Regions from separate parts of the Mus musculus genome. Here region 2 is linked to region 1. Evidence: chromatin contacts called from public capture Hi-C data. All regions are on one chromosome and are shown on one strand. Each heading gives the region's core, a stretch centred on a gene start, on an enhancer-like site or on the middle of the called end of the contact. The rest is flanking DNA. Distances are from core to core; before and after follow the strand shown. Region 1 overlaps Wdpcp (WD repeat containing planar cell polarity effector). Region 2 has its middle 18 kb from the start of Gm12052.

Evidence for each region. Capture Hi-C pulls out chosen DNA fragments and counts their contacts.
Region 2: a capture Hi-C map of embryonic stem cells shows a contact between it and region 1, with 9 times the contacts expected there. The contact joins two enhancer-like sites. A contact is called at or near these places in 2 of 484 Hi-C or Micro-C datasets (cerebellar granule neurons and cerebellum), 4 of 115 datasets of contacts at active chromatin or transcription factors (embryonic stem cells and epiblast stem cells) and 1 of 9 other capture datasets (embryonic stem cells).

What each region holds. Positions count from the first base shown.
Region 1 is chr11:21,633,463-21,636,644 of GRCm38.p6, reverse strand. All of the region lies in intron 1 of Wdpcp (WD repeat containing planar cell polarity effector), which reads right to left. Among named protein-coding and RNA genes, the nearest start is that of Wdpcp, 63 kb to the right of the region's middle. Within about 2 kb of position 1,889, at least 4 of the 459 cell types and tissues checked have an H3K27ac peak or open chromatin away from gene starts, as enhancers often do. A contact at or near this core is called in embryonic stem cells, where this site is marked.
Region 2 is chr11:22,628,445-22,631,428 of GRCm38.p6, reverse strand. No RefSeq gene overlaps it. Among named protein-coding and RNA genes, the nearest start is that of Gm12052, 18 kb to the right of the region's middle. Within about 2 kb of position 1,603, at least 106 of the 459 cell types and tissues checked have an H3K27ac peak or open chromatin away from gene starts, as enhancers often do. A contact at or near this core is called in embryonic stem cells, where this site is marked.

The DNA of each region.
Region 1 (3,182 bases), core at 640-3,139:
ATAGTTGCATAGTCTACTAAATACCAACAGCTAAGCCACCTTGGTAGGAACCTAACTCAAGATATGAAAACTCTCAGGTACCTGTCCTTGAAGAAGACCTACCTTAGTGAAGGAGGGTGTAAGGAGAACAACATGCAATTCCATCACAGTATAGCAAACAAAACAGCCATGTCCAGGAGGGGAGACGTAGGCAGAAAGTTACTCCTGGATGGTAACATGATCTCAGTCACTAAAGAAACAGATTCCCATTTTCAGAACCTGCAATTTCTTCAAAGAAAACAAACCATAAAATGTATATAAATTCATTATATCTCCCAAGTTCTTGTGACTACTGTTTACATTTGACAGTTTTTTAAAAATGTACATATCTTACAATAATGTGTATGTTTATTATAGTGAAGGTTTTAACCAGAACTTGCTATTAACTCAACAATACCTTACTGCTAATGGTAAATCAGAATTAAAGAAATGTCATATGCTTGGTTTCCTTTGGTAGAAAAACTAGCTCTAAGTGACTTGGCAACATATCCAAATGAAGATAGGGAGAGGGCATGCAGATACTTTGATATATATCCAAACTCACATGAAAATGACAATAAACAATCAATTAAGAGGGAAACCCTCTATAAAAATACAAACAGTGGAAGAAATAAATAAAACACCCCAAGAATTCAAAGTGGAAATATATAAATAAAACACAAACTGAGGCAAATACTGTCAGGAAAGGGAAATAGAATAGTTATTAAGTGGGGGCACTGGAAGGGATCAAGAGATAGGGTAAAGGGAGAGTACAGAGATAGATAGCTAAAATTATGGGGCATTTGAGGAATAGTATGGGAACCTAGTACAGTAGAAGCTCAGATTAAATAGACAGACAGACAGACAGACAGACAGACAGACAGAAGATATCATTGCTGAAGACCTTAGAACACTCAACCCTAAATGAGATATCTCTATCAAATCCCTCCTTGGAGCTCAGATAACACTGCAGAAAGGGAGACAGAAAGAAAACCAGAGGGGATGGAGGACACCAAGAATAAAGGCCCTCTGAATCAACATGACCAAAACTCATATGAACTCACAGAGACTGGAGCATCATGCACAAGGACTGCATGGCTCGGCACTTACTAGGTCCTCTGAACAGATTTTATGGCTTCCAGTTTAATGTTGTTATGGGATTCCTGGGCATATGAATAAGTCATTTTTTTGTGCCTTCTCTTGGTCTCTTTTCCTCCTCTTTGGTTTATCTCATCCTATAGAAGCCTGTTTGTTTTCTAATGAGAGACCGAAAGGAAGGAGACCAGATTGGGGGGGGGGGGGTAGAGGATGGGGGCAGTGGGAGGAGAAGAGGAAGGAGAATGTGTAATCAGGATATATTTTTTCCACAAATATACTTTATTATATAGCAAATCATAGCATTTGAATAGGCATAGATGAGTATTTAGTGAACGCTAACATTGGTTCCCAATTCAAACATAAATAAAATAGGAATAGAACAGAATTCTTTATTGTTCATTTTTGTTGACAATTATTTGTCCTGTTACATTAAATTTTCACTTTTATTGTAACAAATTTTTAGTTCCCACAGATGGTAGCAGATAATGGTTACACCATCCATGCGAGACAGAACCAGCTAAAGAACACAGAGACCTACATGAGATCTCCAAGTTTCCCAAGACCATGAGTGATCTAGTTCAAAGCTAGGCCTCTCTCTCTCTCTCTCTCTCTCCCCCCCCACCCCCCCACCCCCCCCCACCCCCCCACCCCCCCCCACCCCCCCAGTGTTCCTGGCCAGCTTCCTCCCAGATCTCCCTGTCTCTCTCTCTCTCAGGCTCTGCAGCCCCTTGCCTTTGATCGGTGAATATGCTAATGACTCTGCCCAGCAGCACAGAGGCAGCACCTGCTCTAAACTCTCTGCCTCCTCAAATGGCAGTGGTGCCCTGAGCTCTGTCCCTCCCTCCCTGCCATAGTCCTGCATGTGAGCGACCAATGGACCCAGGCCCTGACAGGAGCACAGGAGACAAAGAAAGGTTGGCGGGTGGGCCAGCAAATGAGGTGGTGGGCCAGCAAACATGGCTGCCTGCAGAAGCGCTACGTGGGCGGGTGGAGGTAATGTGCCACCGGGCCAGACAGCCACCTTAGCTAAAAAGCCTCTCACTTAACCCTATATGTTAAACTTTCACCTTCTGCTTTCCTAGAAAAAAACAAAGGGGGAAGTTAACTGCAGGGTACAACGTACCCCACTCCCAACTCCCCCCTCCATCCAGCTAAGCCTGTGAAAACTGCACCAGAAGCTGTGCTCCCCCTACAGGAACACCTGAATCGTGCTTTTCAACCCAAAATTTCTTGCTTCTTTATTTAAGTGCTTATTTTCTCTCTAGTATTCATGATATATGTCCAAAATTTTTTTCAACATATTTAAAATTTCCTTTAAGGTTCAAAACTCATCCAATCCTTACCAACCAGTTTCCTTTTAAAGACAAACTGTTATCTGCCTACCCCAGATACACAATTAACATGATATTTTCTTCCTCAGCCATCCAAAACGGACCATGATGTGCTTCTAAGCAAACCATTGCAGGCATAACTTTTGCTATCCACCCTATGCAGACATACTCTACTGGTGTTTTGCTCCGTTGTTACAATTACTCTACAGGTCTGTCTCCACATACTACCTACTGCCACAGATCCACCTGAGCCAGCGCCATCTCCTGAGACCTACAGACAACAAAGCTGCCTTCCTCCAAAAACCTCATCTGACTGAAGACTCCCGAGACATACAGTCTTGGGACCTTCCAGCTACAGATGAACTCTCTTGCCAAAGCCAAGTAGCTGATGAACTTGGGGAAAGTTACACGATAGTGAGGAAAACGTAATGTCTATCTAGATTAAATAATTGCTGTTCAAAACTGATGTTACTACCCTCAAATTGTACTACACATGGAGCAATTCATTGATTGTACAATCTCTTGCTCTCTCTTACTCTCTTGTTCTTACTCCCCTTACTCTCCTCTCTTCTCTCCTCACCTTTCTCCTCTCTCTTCCTCTTACTCTCTAGCCTTTCTTCTCTCTTTCTCTCTCCCCCTCCCTTCCTCTTGGCCATGGCTGGTCTCTCCCTCTTTTACCTTTTCTCTTCCCCCCTGCCTTTCTATAATAAAGCTCTAAAATCATAGACTGTCTCT
Region 2 (2,984 bases), core at 354-2,853, 1.0 Mb before region 1:
AGTAAAAATATACATTCTTGCACTTGACATCTTAGCTGGAGGGGAAAATATTCTTACCAGAGTTTTTTGGGTCACAGCCTGGCAGTCCAGCAACCTAGGCGTGGTCATCTCCCTCCCCTCTCAATAGGCCAATCAGAGAGGTGAATAACATCCATCGAGAAGAGAAAGATGTATTCAGTGTGGTCGCACCAGCAAGAGGAACAAACAGCTCCCATAGCTCCCAAGCACACTGTGGGGTCCTGACATGAAGTTCAGGATTAATAAGAGGACACGCGGTACACACTGCTGAGCAGTCCTGGGCAATGAGTGGCCCTGCCTTTCACACCTCCAATCTGTCCTCCAGGTGGGCTTGTGCAGTTGTTAGAGCTGTGTGAAACAGCATTCTGGGACCCATGTTCCTCTCTGCCTCCATCCTTTCTTTCTCCTAGCATGAATATCTTGGGGGATTCTAATCTCATGGCGACCATTATTTCACTAGAGAGATATACAGGACCTTGTGTGTGTGTGTGTGTGTGTGTGTGTGTGTGTGTGTGTGTGTGTGTGTTCAGAATTGTCTAGAATAGCTTCACCTGTCAGGGGCTGGAGATGTAACTCAGCTTGCAGAGTGCTTGTGTGGCATGCAGAAGAAGCCGGGTTCAATCCTGAACACTGAAGAAACTATGAACTGGGTGTCGGTTGTGACGTGCCCATAATCCCAGCACGTTGGAGGTGGAGGCAAAAATCATCAGGGAAGTTAAAGGTCTTCTTCAACTAGAGAGTTTGAGGTGGGCTTCGTATGCATGGGACCGTGTCCCAAAATAAGCAAACAAATAAATAAAATAGAATATTTTTGTTCCTGCTAAGATAGTTACAATATAGACGATATAAACTGTAATGGGAACGACAACATGTTTAACATTAGGAAATGAGGCGGGGACATCAGCCTTTCAGACAGGGTAGATTTTCCTGAGAAGGTGGCATTTGTGCAGAGGCCTGAGAAAACAGAGAGAAGGCCAAGGGGACATTTGAGGGAGGGCTGCCCAGCTCTCCGCAGTAACTCCAAGGGTGAGTTATCAACTAATAGGAGTCAGCTGACCAGGTGGACTGGGGCTAGGCTGACAACCTTTCTGTCACTAGTCCCCAAAGCTCCCCCTCCCCCCTCCCCACCAATACTCCCCTAGCAGAGCATGTGGGAAGTCATTCTGGATTCTCAGGACCTTTGGCAGACCACAGTCTGACACTGACTCTGGACACCGGAAACCCAACGCACTTCACTGAGCGTTCTCTCTGCCCCAGTTGTTGGCTTCCTTCCTTCTGTGCTGGGTGATGATTCTACAAGCCTGCCTTAGCTTACATTGAAGGCCCCAGACCATCATCTGAATGTCTCCCTGAGCCAGCCAAGTTTTTAAAAAAATATCTTGAAGCAATTATTTCAAAATATAATCCTACGTAGAAAAATCTAGCTAGCGGCCAGTTCCTGTCCCTGGCAGATTATTTAGCGCTTCTCCTTGCTGTCAACAGACATACTTTCCAGGCTTGCTCCCCGGGCATCACCCACAGCACAGAACGGGGGCGGGCTGCAGGCAGACCCGCGCCATTTTCCCGAGGACTCTGCTTCTGCCGTCAGGAAGTGCGTTGTTTACAGCTGGAATTGTTCCGAGCCAGATCGCTATCTCCACTGTTCCACACAGGAATCCAGGAGTGTGAGCTAAGCATTTGCTGAGTGGCCTCTGGGTAGATGAGGGGACTGGTCTCAACAGGTTACTTGACTCAGGTCAGAAAAACTTGCAACAAGAAATCTGAGAGCTGCGGCTGCATCCATCACGCCCATTTCAGTCTTGAGCAGCTGAGCCTGGGCAGCTTTTTCCAGACAGCTTTGGAAAGCCAAACTCAAATGACCGCTGCCGAACTAATAGTAATAATAATGAAAAGAAAGGAAGGAAGGAAGGGAGGGAGGGAGGGAGGGAGGGAGGAAGGAAGGAAGGAAGGAAGGAAGGAAGGAAGGAAGGAAGGAAGGAAGGAAGGAAGGAAGGAAGCAAGCAAGGAAGGAAGCAAGGAAGAGAGAAAGAAAGGCAAATCCAGAAAATCCCATGTGGGCGTTGGGTCCCAGCTTCTCTGTGGAGCTAAATCTTTTCCAAGGCTGCAGCAGCTACTTTATTTGGGCATGTTCCTGACAGGAGAAGCTGGGATGTTTCATCCAAAAGGAAGTCAGTCGTCTGAAGGGAAGGACAACTTGTTCCTTGTAACCTTCAGTGTAGGACAACTTCAGCTGAAGGCAGCTGTGTGCTCCTGCTCTTGGCTTTTGCCGAAGAACTGACTCTTGCCCAGAGGGACTTGTTCTGACGGATGCTATCACATGCCTTGTGTCACTGCCTGAGTCTGGGGAGAGGCAATATGGAGCATTCTTCTAGCCAGGCCTGTGCCTGGGCCTGTGTGTGAGCAAAGAAGGCTGGCTAGCCATCCACCGCCTTGATGTGAATCCAGCCGATCAGCTGCCATACCACTCTTACCCACAGTCCAATCATTGGCAGCCAAGGAGTGGAATTATTGATGTGTCCTTTCCTTGCTGCCAACCTCCAGCAAGGGTCCCCATGGCCTCTGCCTTTGTAGGTTTTCACGTTCTGGAAGGTGAGCCTTGGGAGAATAGTATGGCCTAAGACAGGCAGAGTTGGATTAGTGAAGGATTCTTGGATGCAGCCGTGGGACTGTAAACAGCTGCAGCATTTCACAGATCCCAGTGTTTTGGATGAAACCCACCCCAGGCATTGCTACAAATCACTTAGGGTTGAGGAAAAACCCCTTTCATTCCTAAAAGCCCTGCTAAGGGATAGAAATAATACTGTCACCAAGCCTCCGAAGACTTTTTAAGGAACATACGTATACACACATACACACACTCGAATTAAAAAAAAGAAGAAAGAAGAAATTGTGTATGTGTGTGTGTGAGTGAGTGAGTGTGTGTGTGAGTGTGTTGTGTGTGTGTGAGTATGTGTGTGTGAGTGTGT